Regions from separate parts of the Strix aluco genome. Here region 1 is linked to region 2. Evidence: chromatin contacts called from public Hi-C data. All regions are on one chromosome and are shown on one strand. Each heading gives the region's core, a stretch centred on a gene start, on an enhancer-like site or on the middle of the called end of the contact. The rest is flanking DNA. Distances are from core to core; before and after follow the strand shown.

The links. A called contact is a pair of places that touch in the nucleus more often than the background predicts.
Region 1: a Hi-C map of heart shows a contact between it and region 2, with 14 times the contacts expected there. The contact joins the promoter of NAMPT here to the promoter of HBP1 in region 2. A contact is called at or near these places in 2 of 2 Hi-C or Micro-C datasets (brain and heart).

The regions. Positions count from the first base shown.
Region 1 is chr5:73,793,565-73,799,148 of bStrAlu1.hap1, reverse strand. It overlaps NAMPT (nicotinamide phosphoribosyltransferase), which reads right to left and starts at 3,944. Exons shown (of 11, transcript XM_074827802.1): 1 at 3,781-3,944. The coding sequence starts at 3,840.
Region 2 is chr5:73,442,043-73,447,561 of bStrAlu1.hap1, reverse strand. It overlaps HBP1 (HMG-box transcription factor 1), which reads left to right and starts at 1,620. Exons shown (of 11, transcript XM_074827784.1): 1 at 1,620-1,807.

The sequences.
Region 1 (5,584 bases), core at 2,695-5,194, 350 kb before region 2:
ACTGAACAACACAGCTCTGCTAAGCTGATCCTCTCAATACAGTTTCAGACTACACGTATCCTCGAACATTTCTTGCCTGTGCTAAACAAACATAGGATAAACAGAGCATTGGGAATCAAAGAAAAAGAAAATGGAGAGGTGGTGTGTCAACATCAGATGAACGAGAAACTGAAGGGCATGGACCCTTTCGCTTGGGAAGCGCAATGAGTGAACAGAGCCCTCACTATCGCAGAGGGGCAAGACTGCTGTGACTTCTTAGTACAGACACAAGAGTAAGACATCATGCAGTATGAACACCGAGCTTCATGGAGCCTGCTGACATTCCCTCGCAGCTTTCTAGCAACAAAGACTTTGACTTCAAACGCTTCCCTTTTTCAGTAATACTGTGTCATTAGCGGAAAACTTTATTATTAAAAGCATTGCTATACTGGGCATTCACACAAAGATGTTCCCCACGTAACACTGCATTGATGAATCTCTTGAAAGTCTTATTATCCAAAGAATTAAAAACCAGCTGTTATTTATCAGCAAAATGCATGCACACCACACCATATGCCCATGCCCAGACTCTGAGGGGATGGCATATAATACCCAACACACAGGAGGAATTATACTGTTGGGGGATTTGGCGAAGCTTAAGAATATGCAACAAAGTATACAGGAAGAAAAAAGCCTAACTGATGTAAAAACATGTATCTTGGTATGGGGGTTAGAGATAAAGTGGACAATTTGAAGCCCGGCCTCAAAATCCTAGAGCACTTGTACAATCCAGTAAGCCCCAGCTCATAATGGAAGCTCAGTCCTGGCTTCAGTGTGTAGCAAGTCTCTGAAATTCACCCACTCGGAACTATTTCTATCTAGAAATAATCAAGTATACTAGAAATTAGCATGATGCTCAGCTGTTTTTCAAAAACAGCTTTTAAGATTTTTGAAACTCAATATTTGATAACCTTCTATGACGTAAGAGGAAACGTTTTATGATGAACACACAGACAGGAAAATAGTTTAGAGAGAGGGGAGGGTGGATTAACTGTCAACAAACAACTCTTTGCCTACCAAATTACTTTGTTTCTGCATTTTTATAGGCCCTAAACCATTAACCAACTTTCTCTCCACCCCAAATTTTGAACTGTAGCAACAGAGAACTGGAACACTGGAGCTAACACTCAAACTAATGAGTTGTGACAGATATGACCCTGAGACACCAGAACTTTTTACTCATGGACAGCTGCCTAAGCTAGGGTTGTACTGTTTAGGATGGTCTCCACTTTTTTTCTTTTCCCCCCCCCGAGCTGTTTATTTCCACATGACTTTCATCACCGACATTAGTTTGTATGGATTGGCATCTACTGCAATAGGATCACCAAGTAAGCTTCTGAACTGATATACGTTTTTCCTCAGAGTCTGCATGTTACATGTGGTACTGCACACAAACAGATGCTACAGTTGTGGATACAGCAGAAATATCAAAAAAAAGAAAACCACACAAAATCAATTCTCATTTTTAATTGCTAGTAAGAGTGTTTGGTAACTCCTGTAGAAAGCTTAAATGTTGCAAACTACCAGATATTTTAGTGCAATTGTTACTGAAAGCGCTCTCACTGAGTGCGTTTCACTGATTAGGAAATGACAGTATCATCCAGGGAGAAGATAAGTGATGTTTGCTCATATTACCTAACAAGATAAAAGAAACTACTTGTTTAAGTATTGCTCAAAGATGTTGGAGTTCCTAAGATTCGGAAAAAAAGCATACAGGAAGAGAGACAAATTGAATAGTCCTAAAAAAGCAAAGCAGACATTTCAACTGGTTTTAATATAATACCAAATGCTCCTGGCTGCCACAAAAAAAAAAAAAAAAAAAAATCTCATCTAAATTCAGTTTTAAACTGGAGAAAAAAAAAACCCACAACACAGGTCTTTATTTGACCTCTAAGATTTCTACCACTTCTGGAATGTTACTAAATCATCTTTCCTATGAAACAGCAAACAGAACAGAAGCAAACTGGTCACCTGTCACTCCAGCACTCCTCACTACCACTAATCCTAGAGCAGATCCGATGAATTTAGAAAAAGTAATGTGCAAATTAGATTTAAAATAGATACCGTTTAAACCCAGGCCTACAGTATTTGATGTGATTAGTCTCAGACATGAAGGAAAAGCAGATCTTCCATATTTGAGTAAGTTTGATAACGAACACTTAAACGTAGTTCTTAAAGAGCGCTGTATCTAGATTAAGCCCTTAATGAAAGCAGTTTTGCGAGCCCTCAATAGCAGCGTTAGGATGCTCTGACTGAGCTGCTCTAAGATTATCAGCGTGTTCCAGTCTGCCAACACACTTTCCCACAAACAGCAACAATAAATGTTAAGAATTTCTTTATAAAAAGAGCATCTTTATGTAATATCATATAATAATATCATCACAGAAGAGCTAGGAAAGGTATAACAGCACAAGTCAGCAATCGGAGCACGTACTGAGGCTTGTACTTTGGTAGTTAGCCAGTAACAAGACCTGGCCACAACATCGTATTTGCTTTTTTTCAACTGTTCTATCTAGAAGTGCCCTCCCCCCAGAAACCTGTCCCAGAGGTCAAATCTTTAAAGAGCTATAACATAATAAATGCTTTATAATGACAAACAGGACTATTCCTGTAGCTTTGTTTAGGGCACCAACAATCTCTTCGACATTGCAACGCAGCTTCTGAAGGAAAAAAGTTTTTCAGTCTAGGAGACACAGGACACAGCTGTACGAGCAGACTCGGGGAGTCACACTCTGGCTCTGCCCAGTGTCTAGAAGCCGTATGCTTATGTTAATGCAACGCTGCGCAGAAGTAGGACTTGGGCCTGGACATACTCACATTGTGAAGCATGTCAAGAGCTTCTGGGTCAGAAATCACCAGATCGGAGCGCGGACAGCGCGCCTGTACTTGGCCATTGCTATCAAGCAACACTATTGTCAAGTAATTTCAGGGAACGAAGGGAGGATTGGGAGGTGTGATTCCCTACTCGGGACAAACACCTTGCCTAGCAAATTTGACACCGCAAGGACCAGAAACGAAGCAAGGGACTACAAAATGCGTATTTTGAGTCAGCCGGTTCCTTAGAGCACTCTGCATCACAACCAGGTCCGAAACTGTGGGCAGACAGCAACCGGCACAGTTTCACCGCCCGAGTTGAGCGAAGTGGGAGAAAGGAGACACGGAAAAAAAGAGTAACTGCGCTGCTCTCTTTCCACCCTCCCACCGAGGCAACATGTGCGCCCGCTCCCGTCGCCGGCAAGGCCAGAGGATGCTCGGCGGCGGCAGGCGGCCCCCGCCATGGCCGCCCCTCGCGCCCTGCCCGCCCCGCTCCTCGCCTGCCGGGCGGCGGGACGGCGGCGCACACCCCACCCGCTTTCACTTTCTTTTCTCGCCTAGCCGCCAGCGGCGCGTCCCCGGCAGCGCGGCCCCGGGCACCCCGCGGGGGAGCGGGCTCGGCCGCCCCCTCCGCGGCGCGGGGCGGCGGGAGGCAGCCCCCGGCCGGGCCTCCGCGGCGCCCCCCTCGCGCCGCCCCGAGGCCGGGCACCCTCTCACGCCGCGGCGTGACGGGGTGTGTGTGTGTGTGGGGGGGGGGGCCTCCGAGCCCCGGCCAGGAGGGCAGGGGAAGGGAGCCGGCGGGGACGGTCTGTGCCGGCGCCCCGCGGCGTGGAGCGCCCCGGCGCCAGGCCCGGCGGGTCCGGTGCGGCGGCGCTAGGGCGCTCGCAGAGGTGACCCCCCCCTCCCGCCCGCCGTGCTCGCGCCCACCTTGTAGGAGTCGGTGGCGAGGAGGATGTTGAACTCGGCCCCCGCCGCAGCGCACTCCATGTCGCCGAGCCCGAGGAGGCGTCGCCGCCCGCACGGACAGGACTGGGCTGCGCCGCCGCCGCCAGGCGCTCGGTGCGGGGGGAGAGAGGAGAAAGGGGGAACGGGGCCGGGGCGGGGACAAGGGGATTACGGCCGGGGGGCGGGGACCTCGCGCGGCTTCCTGCGCCGCTGATTGGCTGCTCGTCTCCGCCGCCGAAAGAGGTGCCGTGAGGTCACTGCGCGGGCGGGGCGGGGCCAGGGCGCCAGGCAGGCTCTGATTGGTCCCGCCGGCCGGCCGGTGCAGGGGAAGGGAGGAGCGGGCCGTGGCATCACGGGAGGCGGGGCAGAGCCCCGTGCTGCACGTTCTCTTTCATTGGATTCCGGGGGGAGGGCGGGAGAGGCGGGGCTGCCCGCGGGACGTCACCGCGCGGCCGGTGCGCGCTCTGCCGCTATTGGCCAGCAGCGCGGCGGCAGGCCAGGCAGAGCGGGCGAGGCCTCCGGCGGCCGCTGGACGGGCGGGAGCGCTGTGCGCATGCGCGGGGGGCCACCCGGTTTCGATTCTCTGTGGCCACCGCCTCCGGGCGGCGGTTACGGGAAGAGGCGGGTGGTGGCCTCGGCCCCCGCCGGGCGGGAGGGGCGGCCCTGGCCAGACGAACCCCGAGGTGCAGTGCCCAGGGTCAGCTGCTCTGCCGGGAGCACGGCGGCCGTGAGGGAGGGCCGGCTTCCCGCCCTCCGCCCGCCTCCCCAGGCCGTGAGGAGCCCGGGGCCCTGTGCCGCAGCGGGCCGTGTCCGCCGCCGGCGGGGCTGTGGGAGCTGCCTCGGGGGAAGGTGCCGGCAGGCGCACTGATGGCGAACAACTGCTGAAGTGAGGGCAGGGCTGGCTGTGCGGGGCGGCTGCCCGGCGGGTGGGCAGCCTGGTCTCGACCGCCCCTGGGGTGAAGGGGGAGCTCCTCTGAGGAGGAGCGAGCCCGTGAGGACGAGGTGGTTCGGAGGACAAGCCCCTCAGGAGCGACACAGACACGGCTAACGGCCTGCCTGCCACCACACTCGTGCCGGGAGAGCACAAGTGCAGCAGCTATTGATTACACAGTATCTAAGCTTGAGTCAGGGCCCTTGGGTGTGCATGGTGAGGAGGAGAAAGGAGAGGAGCACGTATGCTGGGGGAAGGAGATGGAGTAACGAGGTGGAGACCTTGGGGGAAGTAGAAGACACATGTGGGTACTTGAAAAAGCTGCAGTAGCCATAAGGAGAATGATGACCCAACGGCGAAGTGTAGGACCTGCTGCTCCAGTCAGGCCTCCTGTTCTCAAGGTGCTGGGATTGCTGTGTGGGAAGGGACTCCCTGGCATCTAAATCTCTGTCTCTACCTCTACTGTTCAGAACCAGTTGCTCCAGTGGAAGAATAAGATACTTTTCTATAGCACAATACTTCCTAGCCCTCTTTTAAGTGGGTGTTGATCTGAAATGACATGTAAAGATATATATGCTTTTCAAAAGCTTTTATACTCATTATAATTGTAATTGGACTTCTGTGTCAATACTTGATGTTTTTGAATCATATTTAGCTATAATTTGAGTTGTGCTGTGACAACAGGAAACATTCCTTCTTTTCGAGCAAGGTAGCAAATATGGTTTCTGGCACAATCATGGCTCTTTCATGATGAGAAGATGGTCTTCTTGCTCTCTGCTAGTTAGGTGTATGGATAAATAATAACATTAAATATTGACCATACTACTGATCAGTACAGCATTAAAAAAGCTGCTT
Region 2 (5,519 bases), core at 371-2,870:
CTGAAGCTGGAGTCTCTCTCCAAAGAGCCTAAAGGCTGTTTAGATGTATAAGGAAGATCAAAAGAGAAAGGGGAGGAAGGAACACAGCTTTAAAGTTAATTTTATTGTGGAGTGGTGTAAAAAAGATGATTCCTGATTTACCAGTTTTCAATTTATTAAAAAATATATTTTAGAGAGAGGATGTCATGAAAGCTTCCTTATATGAAGATCTATCAGTTACTTAGGAAAAGCCTGAATTCTAAACATAGGAAAAATCAGAGCTTGTGGGATGTAGGGTTAGACAGTTGATGTTGTAATAAGCTGTCTAGTCGCTTAATAGTTGAATCTCAACATTAATTTTCAGATTTTTCCTGGAGGCATTTGTTCGAATAACTTTTGTGTTTTCAAACTGGGAAAATGATCTGTAAAGGGTTGGTTTGTTGTGCAATTAAGCACAGAATATTTTTAGTTAAATTCCATGGCATTGTTTTTTCTACTATTTTTATTATTTTTAAGCTAAACTTGCACATATATATATAAAAAAGTAATAATTTCCAATTCACACTGCAGAAGATACTGCATGTTTTTGAAAGTAATGTCTCTCTTCAAACAGTGCCCACAGATGACAATGACTCTACTAACAGGCAAATTATTACTTCTTGGAAAAGCCAGATCTTAAACTGATGTGCTAATGAAATCTGCATACCGAGTGTGATGCTAAGTACAATTTCGATGTGTATGATTTAATTTTTTTTTTCTTTTCAATTGCATTACCCTTGTAGACCTGTGGAAGCAATAAAACCAGCATTCCCTCTAGTGGCCACTAGCAGCATGTTTCATGGGACACAAAGCTTGCAGAGAACTCTAAATACGGAACCATTTCAATCTAAATTGTAAAGTTAACTTTTGCTTATTTTCTTGCACAACTATGTTAGCGTGCCTGAAAGTCAGAACTGTTGTAGGTAGCAAATTACAAGAAAAGCTCTGATACAGGATTTAGGACACATTCACATGATTGGGATGATGCTGAAAATAGGGTAAGGAAGAAATGTTTTTCTTGGAAAAATCCCAACAGTTGCAAAATCTTGAAACCCTCCATCAGTTTCTAAAATCGTATCGATTATTTCTGAATTCTGCCTGTATTTGCTTTGTATCGGATCATGCATAGCGATGCATTTCATGAGGATTTGGCCTCAGATTAGGAGTCCATTCTTCTCCCTGCAGTCTGAGGTACTGTGTTGAGGCAACTCTTGTAGCATCTGTAGTCTCATTTCTCTGTCAGTAACACAGCTGTAATGTCTAAACAAACCAGGTTGGTACTTTGGCAATTAAATGTATGGGAATGCCTGGGAAACACTAATGGACTGATAAACCATTATTTTTTCCCCAGCACCTTTTATTTTGAACCTAAGCCACCGTGAATGTCTTTTTACTGAAACGAAACGAGGGCAGGGGCTGGAGCCGGGAGCAGGCGCAGCTGCTGACTCATTCTCTGACCTTTAGCAACTTCCTTTCACCTCTGCACGCCGCAGCCTTTATTTGGCGAAACGCGAGCGCGGCCCGTTTCGTAACAGCGTTTCGGAGCGCTGATGAATGGTGGTAAATCAGGAAAGGTGCCGGGCACCCCCGGGCATCGTTACAGGCCGGCACCAACCTGGGGCCCAGTCCCCCTCTCCGCGCTGCTGCCGTGAGTCAGCGCCCCGCCGCGGAGGCCGCCGCCATCTCGGGGCCCGCGCCTCCCCCGCAGCGGCGACAGCCAGAAGCGTCCTCCCGCCGCAGGAGACCGGGGAGGCCGCCCCTGCGCTGCCTCCCCCCGCGGCAGCACCAGGTCAGGCAGCGCCTCTCCGCGCTTGGGTTTGCTGCGGGGTGGGGGGCCCTGCCTGCGGGCAGCCTCGCCGCCGGCGGCCGGCCCCGCAGCGCAGGCCCTGGCGGAGGGCGGGGGGCTGCGGGCCGTGGCGGCGGAGGCGCGGTACACGTGTCCCTGTGACTCTTGTTTACTATCAGCCGAGCGCCGCGCGGGGCATCCTGGGGGCTGTCGTCTTATCGCGTCCAAGTTGGCAGGCGGTGGCGGCGGCGAAGACTACAGCTCCCAGAATGCATCTCGGCGAGCCGGCGGAGGCATTGGCCAATCGGGGCGCTGTCTGGGGGTGATTGATGTGCGGCGCGGTGCAATCTGCTACGCAGGAGAGTCAAAACATGTCCGCCCTCCGGGCGGGTTCCTGATAGGCAGGTCAGCCAGCCAATAGGAAATGGCTGCGGCTTGAGCAACGTCGCCTTCGACCACTCGGCGACCAAACACCGCCAGACTGGGGCGGGACTCCATTGTGGGGAGGAGGCGGGGGGGGGAGCCGAGGGGAATTTGGTAATGGCGACGGGTTTGGTAAGTGCTATAAAGTTTGGAGCTGCCGCTTTTGGGGGGCTGCGAGGCCCCGGCGGGGGACGGGCGGGGTCCGCCGGGCCAGAGGGGAGCGGCGGCGGCCGCAGGCCGAGCCGAGGAGGCCGTTGGGTCCTGGCTTTTGGCGGCGGTGGGAGCCTGGACATTGTTTACTGGGCGCCTTCCCTCACCGGCCCGGCGGAGCCGCCACCCTCCTGCACTGCTGGGCTGACACCCGCGGGGTGCGCGGGGCCGCCGGCCCCTCTTGGGGTCTTCCAGCTGCGGCGCCAGACCGCGAAAGCGGGGGAAATAGAGCTGGTGTGTGTCCCCCCCCCGCTTTTTTTTTTATCCCCGGGGAACGCCCGCCTGCCCCAGTCTGTCAGAGCGAGGGCGCTCTGCCCCGCCGCGGGGAGCAGCGCCTGTTTGGGGAAGGAGGAGGGGGGGAACTTTTAGCCAGGTGAGCCCCGCGCCGGCACGGTTGGCGGCTTCGCCCGGGGGGCAACAGCGGGGTCGGGGGGGGGGGGGGGGGGGGGGGCGCTCCCGCCGCCTCCCCCCCGGGCAGGCCGAGCTGTTACGCAGTTCTGAATGAATGGGGCCTTGCGCGCATGCGCGGTGCCGGCGGGCGTTTATAAACAAGGGCAGCGTCCAGGCGGGATCACATGACGGGCGGGAGGGGAGGGGGGAGCGCGCTCCGGGCGCGGCCTCGGCCCAGCCGCGGGCGCTGCGGGCCCGGGGGCTGCCCCGCGACGGGACGGGGGGGCAATGGGAGAGGGTCTGTCGGGGGATGGGGTCCCCTTCGGCCGCCGCGGGTCACATACTGATGCGTGCTCACGCACCTTTAATTCCGCTGTAAATATTTTCCTTGTGTGATGAAAGTGATGTTTGTTGTGCGACGGGCGTTCACATGGTGTGGGGAGGGCAGTGCTTCCTCCGCGGCCCTCCTGGGGAGGGGGGAGACATCCCGTGGAGCTGGGTAGAAGGTACGGTTCGGTCCGTGTAAAGCGAAAAGGCCGTCTGGACAGAAACATGAATCATGTTCTGTGCTCATCTGAGGCTGTGTGTGTCTCTGCAGCCTTTTTCTGGCACAGCTGTGCGAGTCAGGGATGTGGAGCAGGATCCATGATCAAAGCAGCTGTGCCAATAAAGTCTCTGGTGTAGATCCAGTCTTGCCAGTATGTTGTGTTTTGCTTGGAGAAGCTGCTCTCTGTACTAAACTCCATCCAGTGAATTGCTGCAGGCATAGAGCTTGCCTGTGACTTCGGCGGTAGGTTGGGGGAAGGAAGGCAAATACCAGAAGGAAAACCACGGGAAGCACTTCCACCCAGGGATTCATGCACAGTGTGGTTTGGGTGGATGCTGCGCAGTTCCTGCTGAACCCCTTCTCAGCCACAGTCTTTATTTACTTTTGTCCCGAATTTTTTTTTTGTCCATCAAAAATAGACATGGTTTAATTAATACGCTCTTTGTTAATATTGCCATTTGTTTTAGCATGACAAATTGACTTACTTTAAAGCACAAATTCATAAATAAATAAGTTTAGCTTTAAAAAAAAAAAAAGGTGGTATAGTCCTGTGAGGCATACTTCTAGAAAATACCTGTCAGGACAAGTTTTGAACATGAAGTTGAATTAAAAAAAAAAAAAATCATCAAGCTAATTAATGACCATTCCCCTTAATGTTCCAAAACATTGAAAGGCTGAGGACAAGAGAAGCACACAACGTCCCAAGCAGGCTTTAATCAGGTAGAATAAAAAAATTGAAAAGCAAAGCTGGACACTTCCTTTGTTTTTCTTTTTAATTAATTTGTTAGAGGAATTTTTGGGTTTTGTACACGAGTGACTTTGGTTTAAAGAAGTTCTTGTGACTTGGAAGAACAATTAATTTCTCAAGCAAGTACCTTTCTTGTCAGACTAGCGTGTTGTGTCTGCATCTTATCTCTGACCTTCAGTGTGTTGGGATACCAGGGCAGGTGCTTTCAGATCTTGGCAGCTGGCAGGAAGGAAGGAGAGGGTAACATTCCCAAAATAAGTTAGCTCGTTCATTTTGGCAGGAAAATGGGAAAGGAAGAGAGAAAAAATAGAGGGGAAAACAAGGCATAAGAGTGGAAAGGAAGGACGTAGACAAGCTAGAAAAACAAGGAGTGGCTTTTCAGAGTTGATTACTTGGAGATAATCATCAAGGTCCTGATGTGCACTACTGAGGTCTGATTTTTCTGTTCAGAAATGACTGAGCATTCTGCTCTTGCGGTGTTCTGTAATTTTACTGACTCTCATGGGTGATAGAGGAGTAATTTGCATTAAAGATGCTGCTTGGAGGTGAAATACATGTCATTGATAGTTTGACTGTTTAATCTCATTTCTCTTACCTTCCCTATCCACCTCGTTAAAAATCAGAATTGCGCTGTTGTAGATCTTGTAGTAGCACCATTTGAGTAGAATCAAACATCTTTTTGTGTTTGGTATGCAAGTTTATGTAAGTTTTGCAGTAAGTATTTGAAAGGTTAGGAAATGAGAAGGTCAGAAATTTTCCAGTAAAAAAAAAATTACTGCTTAGGTCAGGCCTCTTCTGGTAGGGCCAGTATCTAATTCAAAGGGTTATGTCTGAACTATACTATGTGCAGGACAAGCTGCAAAACGAATGAAACAAATTCATAGAATGAGTAAAAACATGGAATATTGTTAATATTGGCTGTATACACACAATACCTTTTAGCTGTTTATTAAAATAAAGCTGGGTTTTTTTCGTAATTGTTATCAGATGGCTTTTTATGCATTATACTAAAGGAACCTGCAAGATGACAGGCTTACTGTTTCACATGAAAATATTAGACTGGTTTTAGCTATTGTTAGTATTTTTCTGATGTGGTGCATGATAACTTACTTGGTGGACATGCATGTGGTAGACTACTCAGATTTTCTTTCTTACTAAGCTGTGTTTTCTGCTCTTTTGTGAGGCACCCATGATTACTTTTTCAATGACGCTTCATTAAAGTACAAGGTAATCATGTTATGGTAGGTTTAATTCATCATCATCTGAAAAAAAACGATCAATAACCAAATTACTAAAGACTGGGTAACCTTGTTTTCCAGATTTTAGAGGCAGTGGTTGTGTAGAATAATCACACAGTTCTCTGACTGGTGAAGATGGTTTAAAATATTTCTTTTGGT